Regions from separate parts of the Mus musculus genome. Here region 2 is linked to region 1. Evidence: chromatin contacts called from public HiChIP or PLAC-seq data. All regions are on one chromosome and are shown on one strand. Each heading gives the region's core, a stretch centred on a gene start, on an enhancer-like site or on the middle of the called end of the contact. The rest is flanking DNA. Distances are from core to core; before and after follow the strand shown. Region 1 has its middle 15 kb from the start of Gm33650. Region 2 overlaps Mbnl1 (muscleblind like splicing factor 1).

Region 1 (7,778 bases), core at 2,217-4,716:
GATATTCACGAAGCAATGAAATATGAGTATATTTTCATATTCATGCAGACAGCCAGACAGAGAGAAAGGGACAGAGAATGCCTTAGGCCTAGAACTTACTCATAGGAATCCTTCTGCCTCAGTCTATTATTTGTTATGATCACAGATGCTAGCTTCTATAGTAACAATAAAGATTTTAAAAGTACAGAAAAACTTTTTATCTGGGGACAAAATGATCCATTAATATCTTCTTTTCTCTTTTCTGTAAATATATATAAAATTACTTAACGTACTAAATGTCAAGGAATGTTTGCATCTAATATTCATTTAAAATATTTCTTGTAGACTTGATTTGGGGATTTAAGGACATAAACTCTTGGAGCACATTCTCTTTATCTCTGATTTTTCAATGTAATGTCATGGCATACCTAAAGAGAACTAACATGTGTTAAGAAAGAATTATATTTTATATGAAGAAACATTTGATTTTTCTCATTGAGAGCATCTATGGAACCATCTTTTAGGAGAGCTTATATTAAAATTATTTATATATACTTCCTCTACACAGGAGGCTCATTGTATTTAAAGTTAAAAATATAGTTGATTTAGAATCACTATGCTTTTTTGTTTTTAGAAAGAAAATTTTAAAAAGACATATTAACTTCCTATTATCTATCTGTCTGACTGTCTTATATATCTATCTAACTATCTACCTTCCACATAGAGAATTAGGATATGTCTGGGACACCCTAAACCTATTACTGATAATATAGTGATAACACACAATGAACAACTCTTCTTTGGGCTGTAGCATTAGATTTTTTGAAAAGTACTTTAATAAGGATTCTTAAAGCTTCAACCTCATTTCTACCTCACTTACCAGATACAGGGGAAAAGAGAGGTTAGTAGAAAATAGGGGATGTTGACCTGTTTAGAAATAGTTCTTTGGGGCGATTCCAATTTCATTGTAAGGATATTAGCAGTCTAGTCCGAAACACCAAACACAAATCAATAGCAGCAGCTCGATCCAGAAGAAAATGTGAGGCTCCAACAAATGGACATAAGAAGCAACTGGAATACAATGAGAAGTTCTTTGGTGAGTTTTTCTCTATGAAGTTAAGACAAGCAGAGATCAGTGAAGACCAGCAAACACTACAAGGCATACTGATGCAAGAGTGTCTTCTCACTCTCTGGGATATATATATATATACTTTCTAAACACATGCCCTCTCAAACATCTGTTCCAGCAAGCCATCACATGCTCTTATACAAGACAGCTTCCAGAAATCACCACATGTCTGTTCTCAGCAAAACATCCCCTTAAAAGACAACGCTCAGAAAAACATCACATGACACAACTGAGTCTCCAAAGGAACCAGGTATTTCCACGTCACTGGGCCCCTGATTTTTCCTTTGGTTAGGCGTTTAAGGAGGATGCTGAGTTAGGTTCTTAGCACACGACACGTCTAATGACTAAACAGAATTCTCACTCATTATGCTGTTATTTGATATTAAAGAATTCTTGAAATTATTAGTGTCTTATAAAAATTTTTATTTTGAAATACCAAACAAAAATTGCAAGAATAATTTAACTAACTGCATCTTCTGTGTCATTTAAAGTAAGGAGCCAGTATGTCTTGTGAGTGTTAAATAGTTTAGTATAATACAGTCAGCTGGATATAGAGGTATATTCATGAAATCTCAGCCTTTGGGAGGTGGAGATAGGAGGATTATGAGTCTGAGAACATTCTGTGTTGCTTGGAAAGTTCTGGATTACTTAGAAATCATAGAGTGACTATCCAAGCAAATAAATAGAAAAATAAAGATTCTGACCTACATAATCACAATATCTCAAGTATTGAGAAATTTGATCTTTATAACATAACTAGAGGGTAATGTTAATTCTATTCAAATTTAGCTTACAGATTCAATATAGTTACTATTAAAGAAATGCCCAGTCTTGCATAGTACATGGCATTGGGTACCATGCTTATCTTACATTTAAGGACTTTAGCAGCCCTGTCACTGTTGAAGATTAAAGGAGTATATTTTAGATAAAATATTTCACTACGGTATTGGGCTTTTTTGTCACAGGTGGATTTATGATGTACAACTTAAGAAGAAATATAACAAAGTAACTATTCTCCTGTATTGCTCAAGTTGAACAGAATTTTGGTGACAAAAATTTGATAATTTTCTATGTTTTTTTCTATTTGTAATTAAGGTTTCCTAAGGAAGCTACTTTGAATTTAAGCAGATAAATATTCCTCACCAAAATTTTAATTTATTCATTTACATTTATTGGCACATATAGAGAAATATTTTATTTAATTTTTCATTGTATTTGATCTTAAAATTCCACATTTCTTCAGTGGGCTCCCTAAAGGTACTTTTGTTGTGTTTTATTGGCATTTCCCATTATTTTCTGGATGTTTTACCTGTTAAAATATAACAAATTAGTCTGGGCTCATCTTGCACTTTCTCGGACCAACCTTTTCATAGAATCTTTTCTCCACTGATTTCTACTTTTCTTAAGGGAATATTGCTTGCCCAAATCAAGGTCTAAGTGCTAGAGATGCTCTTTGCTATTGGAGAGAAACCATTCTGGTGTTCTCAGTGGAGAGAGCTAAGGTAGAGAGACACAGACACATAGACACACGATGTCCCTCTCCTCTCCTCTCCTCTCCTCTCCTCTCCTCTCCTCTCCTCTCCTCTCCTCTCCTCTCCTCTCCTCTCCTCTCCTCTCCTCTCCTCTCCTCTCCTCTCCTCTCCTCTCCTCTCCTCTCCTCTCCTCTCTTCTTCTTTCCTTCCTCCTTCCTTCCCTCCTTGATTCTCTCAATTTATACCCCTTCTCCCTTCCTCCCTTTGTCTCACTCTTTAAGTTGAGACAAAATCTTGCTGTGAATGTGTAGTCAGGTTCCTTCAGTCTTGTGGCTTGACTCTTGTCCTCATACCTTAGTTGTCTGAGTGTTGATAGTTATCATCCTGATTTGGGTAAGTGTCTTTCACTAAAAGTTGTGGCATAAATACAAAGACAGATAGTTAGGGTTATGGAATGGTCAGTATTTTGGAAAACTCTAGATTATATTTCACTCCTAAGAGTGAAGCTTGCTTCAGGTGCCCATATACCACACAACTATAAACTCCAGAAGATGCTGTCACCAGTAGCTTAAATATGCAACAGCAATAAAATGAAATGTTCTTTTAAGTAGAGATAGAGATCCCTAACAAATTTCATTGTATACATTTATTTTCTTTGCCCTTTATATTTTTAATATGGAGTTGTTCCTACTGGAGTGAATCAGGATGCTTTGCAGGCCTAAAATCTGATGATCTGATTCCTTAAGGTGTGCACTATGATGTGAACGTGAAATGCCCTATACGTTCATGCATCTGAATACTTTGTCCCCAGATTACAGCACCGTTCCAGAAAGTTGTAGGATTTTGAGGAGTTTGAGACTTGTTCAAGGAACTGGGAATGAGCAAGCCTTGAGGACTTACAACCTAGTTTCAATATTTGTTCAATCTGATTCCTGACTGTAGATGTAATGTTATAAACAATCTTGGGCTTCTGCCATCATGGCTTTCCTGTCATAAAACTGTATCACTGGGAACTATAAGCCAATATAAAGCTTTCTTCCCTTAAGTTGCTTCTTTTATTGTACTTGGTTATAGCAATGAGAAAAGTAACTAATAAAATATGTCTCCTCCTCCTCCTCCTCCTCCTCCTTTTCATTTCCTCTTCTAACTGCTCCTTCTCCTTGTTGGGTTTTTTGAGACAATATTTTTCTGTGCAACTTTGGCTGTTCTGGAACTCACTCAAACTCAGAGATATGCCTAACTCTGCGTTGAAGGTACTGGAATTAAATGCATGCACTACCACCACCGAACATAAATTATATATATGAATATGAATAATACTCCCTAATTATACCACAATGATGGCAGTGAAGAGCAGGATTATCTAAAACATTTATTTATATTTTGTTTCTTCCTGTTACTTCCACACAAATACTTGTGAAGCATTAGAATAAAAGTGAAGATAAAGAAAATTCTGTATTCTTGGGAAAGGAGACAGAATTTTATTAGCCCAAGAGGCAATATTTACAGTGGTTGAGAGCAAATACTGAGTCTTATACATATCTGGGAATAAATCCAAGCTCTGTCCTTTCCTGGATACAAAGCAATTTGTTCCAAAGCATTACCTCACCTGGAAAATAGTCCTACAATACCTAACTCACAGAGTTACTATGAAGTTGAAATGAGGCATTATGTATTGGTCTTTGAGTGTATTACATGATATTTAAGCAATCATTTGCCATTTGTAATACATTTTCTCTTCATTACATTATTTTGTGTCATTTAATCAAAAAAAAGTTACAAATTTGATGACAAACAAGTTACTAGAGTTAGGCACCAGGCCAGTAATCATGAACAGATTAACTCATTGATTTTTAAGTTTCCTATTCAAAAGCATGGCTCTAAGCCGTAGCATGAAAATAATATTTTGACTGAAGGAATGAACAAGTGATTTTATATCAGAAGCAGATCTTGATCTGGTTTCTGAAGAAACCTTGGGAAGCATGGTAGAAAATATGTTTGAAAATGTCAACAAGAGTTGTTATTATTCCCATGCCCTTTTATGTTCATGTTCATTTTTCTTTCAAAATGTGTGAGCTAATGTCTACATCAGTTTCTTAAATCGCAACTGGACTCATTGACTACTTGGCCAACTTAATGTTGCCAGGACTTTTTTTTTTTTTTTTTTTGGTAACTTTAGACACCATCACCATAGTCTCAAACTTCCTTCCAAATCTTTTGGAGTATTTATTCTTCGGTTGCCTCATCAAGACAATGAATTGTCATTCTGTGAGAAGTCCATGACACCCAAATGTTCAGGAACAAGTATTGTGCTCTCCAGCTGGGTTCTCCATTGGGAATGGTATCAATTACTAAGCAATTGTTTGCAAAGTTTGTATGACTTCAGATAACTGTAGAGTTAAGACTGAAGCCACACACAAGGCCAGTAATGAATAGTGCACAAACTGACAGCCCACAGAAGCATATGAAAAAACTACAGCCTTAGGTCAATAAATCATGTGTTTTGTTGGCAAGCCAGAGACAGACTGTGCAGTAAAGTACCAAAGTATATTTAAAACATGATCTAATGGGGATTTGGAAGAAAGTAAGCACAGAGAGTTTTTCTCTCAATGACTGTTTCCCCCAGAATCAGGGCATGGTTTGGACATAGCCAACTTTTTTGATTAATATTAATATCAATGTTTTAATAGAATTTTAGTTTCATACCTTATATTAATCAGTTAATGTTTTGGGGCTAGGCAGGTAGCTCAGTTGGTAAAATAATTGCTTGCAAGCAAATGGAGATGTGGTCAACTTCCAGAAACTATGCTAAGAAAAGCTGGTTCTGATAGTATATACTTATAATCTCAGCACTCAGAAATCTTGGATATGCACGGCGGTGGTGGCACACACCTTTAATCCCAGCACTTGGGAGGCAGAGGCAGGCAGATTTCTGAGTTCAAAGCTAGCCTGATCTACAAAGTGAGTTCCAGGACAGCCAGGGCTATACAGAGAAACCCTGTCTCCAAAATCAACCAAAAAAAAAAAAAAAAAAAAAAGTCTTGAATACAGGCAGGTTCTTGGGGCTTCCTGGCCAGCTAGCCTAGTCTGTTTGGTGATTTCCAGCACAGTGAGAGTCTCTGACTACAGGCTTTTAAAAATGTAGTGAGCACTTGGGCAAAGATACCAAAAGTTGTCCTCTGGTCTCCATGTACACATACATGTATGCCCATCTTAAAAACACATGTCTCCAGGGCCACCAGAAAAACACATGCACATATCCATACACACAGAGAATTTATTAAGATTTCAAAAGCATTGTTTAATTAAAAATGTAGAGTAAGATTTTCTTTATAATTTCTTGATGAGTATTGGAAGGTCAATTGAATTTTGCTGTTTTTCTTGTATATAATACAGGGTACTACACACACACACACACACACACACACACACACACACACACACACACACACACACACATAGGCATAGGAGGAAGAAAGAGAGAAGAGAAAAGGGAAAGAGAAATATCACGTGAGAGGAGAGCACACACGACAGGGTACCATTTTTAATTTATTTATTTTTATTCTTTAATTCTTTTTTACAGTCCATACTTCATCCCCTTCCCACTGTACCCTGACCATTCCCCATCATATAACTCCCCCCTCCCCCTGTCTCATTTTTAATCTGTCTATTTATTTTAAAATTTTTCATGCATAAAGGATAAATGTAAATGAAATAACCATGCAAAATGTACTCAAATATCATTTAATGTGGATTTTTCCCTAACAACAGAGTCTATATATCCCCTCTCTCACCTTCCCACGTTTCCAAGGATCTCCAGCCTCTATTATGTATACTTGCAAGGTCAGTTTATTGCAAATATATTGCCCAGTATATTTCAAGCTTTAGAAATATATAATGGCCACAAGCTATCATTAAAATAAGTTTCATAAAAATCATTAGCAATTGAACCAATAGAAATGGTAGAACAGTGAAGAGAATCAGGTGTGGGGACAGGAGTTTTAAAGAATTATTTGCACATGAAAGTATATAATGGGTTAAGATAGGTGTTTATAGAAGTTGATTTCATGGTATGTTTTAGCAGATTGGGAATCATGATTAAATACTTCCTCCAGAGAGGAGAGAAAACAGAGCCAAGGGTCAATGATAAAGGCTGCCTCTTATACCCAAGCTTGTAAATCTTGCTTTTCAATTCTCATTCTCTTTAGGGTGCTTGCTTCCTTGAGCATGTGGGACCTTTCTTAGAACCTGTTATTGCCCACAATTCAGTTAGTTACAATTAGATGCATAAAATGAAGAAAGACATATAACATTCTAACTACACATAGTGTTGGGAAGTTTTCAAGGAGAAAGGGCACAGACCCTTGTATCTATTCCTCATAGGTTCTGTATACCAGCTGGGCAAAACTTTTGCAGACTGGCTTGCTGTGCTTGCTCTTATCTGGACAGCAGGGCTATCTCATATGCAGTGATATCCCCCTCGGATTTATCTTTCCCCAGTGTTACCAATCCTACTATTTTCACCGCAGCATTTATTTTAAGCCTTATATTTTCTTTAACAGAATACAATGTAACATTTATACAATAATATAAATTTCCCAGTGATTTATACAAAATTACTCTCTTTGCTATGAATTTAATCACATTTGCAATTATAAACTAAGTTGGGTTAACTATTAGATTATATTTTATTGTATCTTTATAATCTTGGTTTTATTCTGAAAATAATATTCCAATCAAAATTATTTCTTCTAGCTCTTAAATGAGATTGTGGCCCCAATTTCATGTTGATTTATTTCTGTGCCTCCTTCTACATCAAATGAATTAATCACCCCGCCCTCCAGTTAGGAAGCAAAATAATATTTAACTAGAGAGATTATTGCGAAATAATTTATCTGATAATGACTTTCATTGGCAAGTTAACGAGAGACACATTTGTAAGGAATTAAGGGTTTCAAGCTGAATAGACTTAAAAATAAGTTCAATGTATTTGTTTACATGAAATAGCCAATATTAAGGTAATGAGAAATATACATCCTTCTTAGGATGTATATATAAAGGACATTCTGGATTTGATTGCACTGTTATAAGAGACTAAACAGTGCTCATAATAGAAAGTACCACCACCTTTATATTTCCTTTATTTTCCTAGGAAATTAATATTTACTCCACTCCACCATGTCCCACACCTATCTGTG
Region 2 (7,778 bases), core at 3,347-5,846, 250 kb before region 1:
GGCGCTACTGCACTAAACTAAGGTCACCTTTTTCAGCCAGACATCATGGCTTCATACAGTCTCTGGCTCCAAAGAGGAAAAGAGAAAAAGGAAAAATCAGGAACTCCACCAGAGGGAGGGTTCTAATTAGGAGGAAGCTGACAGACAGGAGGGACAGGGCTGCAAACAGGAACTCCACCCCAGAGGATGTCTGTATCACAGAGGTCAGGGAAGGTAAAGGAAGAAACAACGGGTTCTAGCAAGCTATGGAGAGAGACCACGCAGGCAGCTTCTAGCAGAGAGGAGGAAGCTCGGAGGGAGCCGAGAACATGCAGTGAAGGAGAAAGGCGTGAGGGAGAGGATAAGTGTTCTGTGCAACAAGAGCTTCAATCTGGGGCATGCTCAAATGCACTGAGAGATTTGTCAGAGAGAGAGATATCTCCAGTCACAGAGGAGAGGCATCCATTTTCTATATGACAGGGGCCCAGGAGGCTGAGAAGAATGGTTTTATAGTAATAGTAAGCTCCAGCAAGTCAACAGAGACAAAGCAGATAGTGCTGCAGTTAAATTTACTCAATAGAAGAGGACTGAGGAGGTGGAGGGAGAGAGAGCCTTTATTTGTGAAGGGCACCCAGGAGGGGGAAGCAGGCTCCAGGAGCCAGAGAGCTGCCCCGAATACCACAGCAGAAGTACAGAAGGTGAAAGGAAGAAGCAAGGAAGAGGAAGACTCTAGAATTAAATAAATAAAAACAAAACAGATACATGCGTATCTTAGGAGAGTCAAGTCTGCAGCTTCGTTTGCTTAGGAAAGGCAAGACCCCTTGAAAGGGAGGGATCCATTTGTGCTCCCACCCAGAGCTTTCAGGACCAGATGTATAAACTGAGGGTTTAGGCACTAGATTTATAAACTAAAGACTTGACTACTCCGAAGTGTTGTTGATGGAAAGACTTTAATTGTAGATACGAAGAAGGACACAGCCAAAGGCATCTGAAAGAGTCCAGACCACAAGAGGAACAGAGAGGGAGAGAGGGAAGCTGAAAGAGGGAAGCCCAGGAGTTGGAGTTTAAAGCAGGAGGTAGGATCAGAAGCGCTGAAAAGAGCCATGAATAGTTGTGCTGCTATACTGAAAGAGCCTAAAGGCCAGCACTGGTTTTGGTTGGTCAACAGTCAACACCCATTGGCCATTTGTCCCTTGACATTGACAGGAAATGGCTCCTTTGGTAGAGAGAATGAGCGCCATATTTTGGGAGAATGGAGCTTCCTAAAACCTGATACTATAAAGAGAAATGACTTTGCTACCCCTGCCACGTATAAATTTCAATTCTCTCCATTACGAACAGATACACTTTTAAAAAACAAAATTATGGGACTCAATGATTCTGTGTTTGTATCCATGCTCAGTAAAAGAAGCTAAAGTTTGTGATTCATTGAGATGACAGTAGAGACTGGCAATACTTTATTACCAATTTTCTAAATTTTCCTTGCCTACCAAAATAGAATTGGAATGAATTCCTCAGAATTTTCAAAATGTGCTCTACTATGAGCCTATGAGGTGGGGGTGGGAAGGGACAGACATTCAGCTCGCCTCGTGCAACTGTGTGCTATTTCTCATTGCTTCCAATTACGATGCCAACACCTCATTGGTCAATTTGCTTTTCTGGCTCTCACATATACTCTGTAACGCCCTGAAGTGTGTAAGGGTGTTTTCTTGGAGACTGTCATGGTGCTCATGCCTGGCCCATGCTTAACAGTATGCTATAAAAGCAAAACAATATCGACAAGAGCTAAAGGCAGCGAATAAGTGAGTCCTTCAAGGTGGTCAGCTCTCCTAGACTTCTGGAGCTAGATGAAAAGTTATGATCCCTTGATGATAGTCTAAGGTCCAAAGAAGCAAGTGTTCTAATGCAAATGACAAGGTCAAAGGGAGGAATGCTCATTGGTATGAGAAGTTGGAAAAAAGAAATGGAAATGTAGGAGAAAGGCAGGAATTCAACAGTAGCTTTGAATACTGAACAAATCTGAAACAGTAACCCAGCACACACTTCCATGAAGACATTATTTTTTAAACACGGACCGCTCTTCTTCATTTTGATTCCTTAAAACTGATATGGGGATAAATTCTAATAGTGGGGTTCAAAGAAGCAAAAATAGGAACATAAATTTAAAAACTAATCCTGCACTTTCCTACCTGTGACTCTGTTGTACTTATTACTTAGTCCTTTGCCCCTCAGTGTCCTCATGAACAAAATGGTAATAACTATATTATCTATCTACTAAGGCAACAAGGGTACATTTCAGTGAAATTTTGTGGGCAGCCCTTGGTTCAGCATGCAGCAGTGGGAGAATGCCAGGAGATGTGGCAGTGTTTATGGTAGGCAGGTTTATCTGCATTTGTTGGATGCTTTCAGTCTCAGTCTGGAAACCTTCAGGCTGTTCTGCCTCAACCGGAACTTTATACAAAGTACGGTTTTCTATTCTACTCTGAAGAGGTCTAGACAAGGATATTTTGGTCCTGTCCTAAAACTCTTTCACAAAGGAGTCCAATCTGATAAGATTGTTACTGATGGTTGGCTATGTTTCCCTAATATAAAAAGAGAAACAGCATTTCATTTCCAAACACTTGATTTCACCCTAAATACCTAAATGTTACAGGTGAGCTTATATGCATGTGCATATGTGCACCAGGGCTTGTGTGTACAGAGGAATGGCATCAGTGTCTCATGGCATAATAGGGTGTGTGTAGAGACTGAGCGCCATTCAAGATCTAAAAATATGAAAAATACATTTCCTATCAATATGGGAAAACAAATGCAACTAAATTAGGCTAGCAACAAGAAAAAGTATACCATTACATTTTATACCACACACCTGTTTCTAGACCCTTTGAAACTCATTGCCTGCTCACCTTCATCCTTCATCATTCAATTAGAACATGTTTGGTGATTAAGAAAGCTCTTTAATAATTCAGCTAATTTATCTGTCACAGAACTGTAGGTCAGCAGATGTACTTCATGTGTACCTGACGAAACCATCAGTAAAGGGTCCAGATGTACAGCTGTCTAGCCTGCTGCGTCTGGAGCTATAACCCTGCCCATTTTGGAGACATTGATTTTCCTCCTCTCCCTAACAGTACTTGCAAGCAGTAATGCTCAAAGTCAGACTGGCTTGGATAAAGATGTAACAGCAGGAAATCTGACAATTCCCAAAACGAGAGATCTGCTCTCAGCACGGGAACTGCTGGAGAATACAGAAGGAGGCTGGCTATGTTGCTGCTCTGAGCTATTAGACAGGGTTGGTGAGGGTTAAAAATCCAAAGATCAGAATTCTACTGATGACAGAATGATGCTACAAACCTTTCTGCACTAATTTCTCAAGTGCTGTTTGTATAGTCTGGTTATGAAAAGAACCTTGATAATTCGGTGTAGTGTATCCCCCAGATCTCTAAACATTCCTAAATGGACAAATCCCCTCCACTTCATCAGGGTTGCTGTCTACCTGAACAAACAAAGACACACTGAGGCAGACAGACAAGGAGGTGTGCAAGGCCAACTCAGAGAGCTTTAATTTTCCTCTTAAGCAGCAACACGGTTAATTATGTCATGAATCTTTGGTATTCTTTTAAATATTTAAAACCAGACAGCTAAAGTATAGATTTATAAATAATCTAAAAGAATTCTACTGACCACAGAATGATGCTCAAAGCTTGTGGCTCTGAGCACACTTCACTCCACAGATGTTATAGCCCACCTCATCTCCACTACTTTCTGAATTCCTCTGTACAATGGGCTTTTCAGATGATTCAACAGTTTATTAGTTGATAACACATTTTATTTTTCTTAGACTACTGGAGATAATGCATAAGTCCTATCAACCTATAAAATATGAATATTTATACACATACTGGTGCTATAATTATTCAGAAAGCATGTGGATTAGAAGAGTAAAATGAAACCTGATTGAAATACTCAGCTATAAAAGTTTCCTACGACTTCTGATAAAAGGGAAAAAAAAATCCAAAAATGCCATGGACCAATTCAGAAAGGAACACCTTTTCAGAACATCTGCAGTGGTGCAGAGTAGCTAAAGTGAGTGGCTACAATTACTCTCTACTAAACAGGCATGGCTTCTTAGAGGGAAGTAGTTATTTTATCCTTGAGCATTCTAATTTTTACATTACAACTTTCATACTGAAAGTCTTTACCGCAGACAGGCTCCTTCTTTCCAAGGATTTGCTTTGTTAGCTTTCATCTAATAGCAATTCTGCATCCAACACCAACTGCCGTACTGCTTTGTGTGCGGTGCAGGGTTATGCTACTGCAGGGCTCTAAAAATAGCAAAGGCAAAAAATAAAGACGTCCACCGTCGCCTGGAATAGCTTAAAAACTGAAGCTTTCAGATAAACCTCTCTGAAATTATTTTACAAGACATAACACCTGATTCCTTGCTATAAAACAGCTCCTCCTTCGTTATATAATATTGAAATCACCCTAGAGATTCATAGTTCTCTTTAGAACTACAGCCTATTAAAGTTATACTAAGTCTGGGGAGGAGTCAGAACCCAAGCCGCATGGGCCTGCTGTGTCTGTTTACCTAATCTATTTTTATAACACTGCAGTAGCCAAATCCAACTTACCCAGTACCTGCTTCAACATTGTGCACCACACTGATTCAAGAGACAGTATGTGTACGATGAGCAAAGAAAACTGTGTTTCTGATATATCAGTCTAGCTTATTCTGTTACAGTCAAGAATCACCCAGAACCCTGCTTAAATGGATTTGGGGGATTTTCAAACACTGTTTTCTTTCTTTCTTGCTTGCTTGCTTGCTTGCTTTCTTTCTCTCTCTCCCTTTCTCTCTCTCTCTCTCTCCTTCCTTCCTTCTTTCTCTCTTTTGTCCTTCCTTCCCTCCTTCCTTCCTTTCTTCCTTTTCAGTTAAGAAAGGCTGTCACCTACTTGTAAGCTCAGACAAAAATACCAATCCTCACTGGCTTCTTGACACAGGAAGGGTGTCGAGAAAGACACATAATTGCCACAGCAACCAACCACGAAAACACAGTACAGAAAATTAACAAATGAAATCAACCCTGGCCCATGAACATGTTTCCTGTCAAAGAGCACAGTTAAGTCTAACTTTTACTATGTGAAGCATTTCTGACAATTCCATATACCCAAGAAAAATAGGCTGGAGAGTACTAGCAGAATAGAATTTGCCAATTAAAAAACGTTGCCATAGAAACTGAATTTAATATATTCTAAGACAAATATGAACAGGTTATGCTATCTCTTCCATCATTTACACTTGGACATAAAACGTGAAAAAAAAAAAAAAAAACACGATCACAGAAAAAGGTGTAGCTCCCTGAGGGAGCATCAAACACATTCTCTTATTCATAGGAAAACAACCAAAAAAATGAGCAATGTACTGTTCCTTGCATTTCTTGGAGGTTAATCGACTAATATACCACTGCAGTGTGTGGTATGATATTTTCCCATGAAATTGAGCTCTTTTCTTCCAAAGCACTTTATAAAAGTGTCCAGAGAGTAGTCCTTTAGAACCACCCTGCCTCCAGGGAAAGATCACTACAGAGTATTCTTTGACATTCTAAACATTCTAAATACCACATGTTAAAAATATTTTGAGTGTATCACTCTATGTTCCTGACTGATGACTCAAGGCATTAAACAACATAGAACAGGCCAGATGACCATGGACATCCCCAGGATGGGATATGGTGGACTACTCTGTCTTTTTTATTACTATTTTACTAGCACAGACCATGACAAAAATGCTAGACAGAGACATGGTGCATAGTCACTGGGTAGTGAACAACACTGAGAGGATGGACACGCTAACTTGCTTAATTTAACTCATGCATGTGGAATTCAGACCACACTATTACACACCACCTCAAAAAACAACTGGAAATTGTCAACAGCTTTATAAGTATAAGGCTTCAAACTCTTCATGATATACCTGTATCCCAGAACACATGCAATTCTCTGTACAGCAACGTGCACCAAAGAGCTGTCTTTAGGAGGACTGTAAACAAGCTTGGTATAAACAAGCTTGGAGGCGTTGCTTGGCTGTTTGTTCCAAGGCAGCAGCTCTTCCAGAGAGATGAGAAACCTCTGTTGATCTGGTAACAATGGATCCTTCAGAGGAGCTCAGCTAGTGCAATACAATGTATCCCCTACTCATGAAACAGTACTTCTCTGTGGGCAAACTTTACAGATTTCTTCTATTTTCAGAATAATATCTGGCTCTGCACAGGACTTACTAACAGTTCTGAAGCAAGCGTTTACATATGGTGTCACTCCTAAGACATAAGACATGTGGCATTAGATAATTTGGCAGACCCTTAGCACCTTTTAACCACAGCTGTGTCTTCACAAGGGACTTGGTGTACTTTGAAGAATCCCAGGTATCGGTTGGTACTAAATTCTACCCCCTTTTACAATCTGTTGGTAATCAGGGCTCACTGATATCAAGAGCAGAGACAAGAATCTGCATGGGTAACTGAGGAGCTATGGGGAACAGTGCAGACACTGGTGCCAAATCCGAAGGCTAGGGCTACCTTCTAGGAACCTTTGCTTCTTTTGTCCAGGGCAGCCACCAAGCAGCTCTAGGCTGTGAGTCAGTGCGTCCTTGCCATGTAACTGAGAAGCAGTCCTCTAGAATGAGGCAACTTAGAGTTGTGAGGACACCTTGTAAGTATGGAATGATCCTTGAGGGAAAGTCCTGTTTCCTTGTCCAGAACGCACAAACCAGCAATAAAATGGAACTGAACACAATGCTCAAAGATAAGGAAAGCTGACTTTAAGAGATAAGGAAACACCAGGGGAAGACTAGCCCTTGCTCGAGCACTGATGCAGCAAGGAGAAATATCAGAACAGACGCGGCCTGTGAGCTTCCTGCCATGGAAGACAACGTGTAACACATGGGAAGCGCCGTAAAGTTAAAACGAGCCTCATCCGTGTTAGATTTTTAACATTTCCTTTTCTTTTCCATACTTCAGATTACTTGAAGATCTAGAGGCAGAGAAACCCTAGCTCCATTTTATCTCTCATTATTCTACCCAGCACAATGTGCTTTCTCTAGCTTTTGTCCCCTTTGATGCTACATGACCTGACATCAAACAAGCAACAACTACTGGATGTACAATATATGTTTTTGTATAGTTTATTAGGATTTTGGCAAAGAAAAAGTTTCCTTTGGTTTTATAACTTCTTGAACATATTTAATTTAGCAATGGATCAGATGAGTGGAAAGCTAGCTTCCTTTCCTCTCCCACCATTTGTCTGATATCAGAGAGAGAAAATGGAAGGAGGCCCTGATTGCCAAGTAGGGTGAAAGATGAAGGACTTGGTGCACAGGCTTGCTGACTTGGTTATCATCACTTCTGCTCACTAAACATGCCTAAATATACTTTCCTTGTAGAAAGTAAGGTAGGGCTAAGTTACACTAACTACTTCGTTACTTAAAGTGGTCAATTAACAAACATACCACGGAAGTCCCTAGAAACCCTGCTTCCTGCACTGAAGCAGATTAGGATGTCAGAAGAACAGAGACTGATTCAACAACCTCTTGACAAGAAATAACAAAAGTTTTCATCCACCTTGTGAAAAGAAACCCTGGGCTTTACAATCCCCACCTTAAGTGCACGGATCCCCATGAAACAGAGAGGTCCCTGACCTGCTCCTTCCCAGGTAACAGCAATGCTCCAAAGACACATGGTCTGCTCTCAACCCAAGCTTTTTACAAACAAATTGGGATGTAGCTGGAATTCAGACTTCCCCTT

Evidence for each region. HiChIP or PLAC-seq counts read pairs in DNA pulled down with a chosen protein or histone mark.
Region 2: a FOXA1 HiChIP or PLAC-seq map of pancreatic cancer cells shows a contact between it and region 1. The contact joins two enhancer-like sites. A contact is called at or near these places in 1 of 15 datasets of contacts at CTCF or cohesin (CD8 T cells) and 2 of 115 datasets of contacts at active chromatin or transcription factors (effector CD8 T cells and pancreatic cancer cells).

What each region holds. Positions count from the first base shown.
Region 1 is chr3:60,320,994-60,328,771 of GRCm38.p6, reverse strand. No RefSeq gene overlaps it. Among named protein-coding and RNA genes, the nearest start is that of Gm33650, 15 kb to the right of the region's middle. Within about 2 kb of position 3,466, at least 9 of the 459 cell types and tissues checked have an H3K27ac peak or open chromatin away from gene starts, as enhancers often do. A contact at or near this core is called in pancreatic cancer cells, where this site is marked.
Region 2 is chr3:60,573,354-60,581,131 of GRCm38.p6, reverse strand. The region is part of intron 2 of Mbnl1 (muscleblind like splicing factor 1); the gene reads right to left. Among named protein-coding and RNA genes, the nearest start is that of Mbnl1, 76 kb to the right of the region's middle. Within about 2 kb of position 4,596, at least 86 of the 459 cell types and tissues checked have an H3K27ac peak or open chromatin away from gene starts, as enhancers often do. A contact at or near this core is called in pancreatic cancer cells, where this site is marked.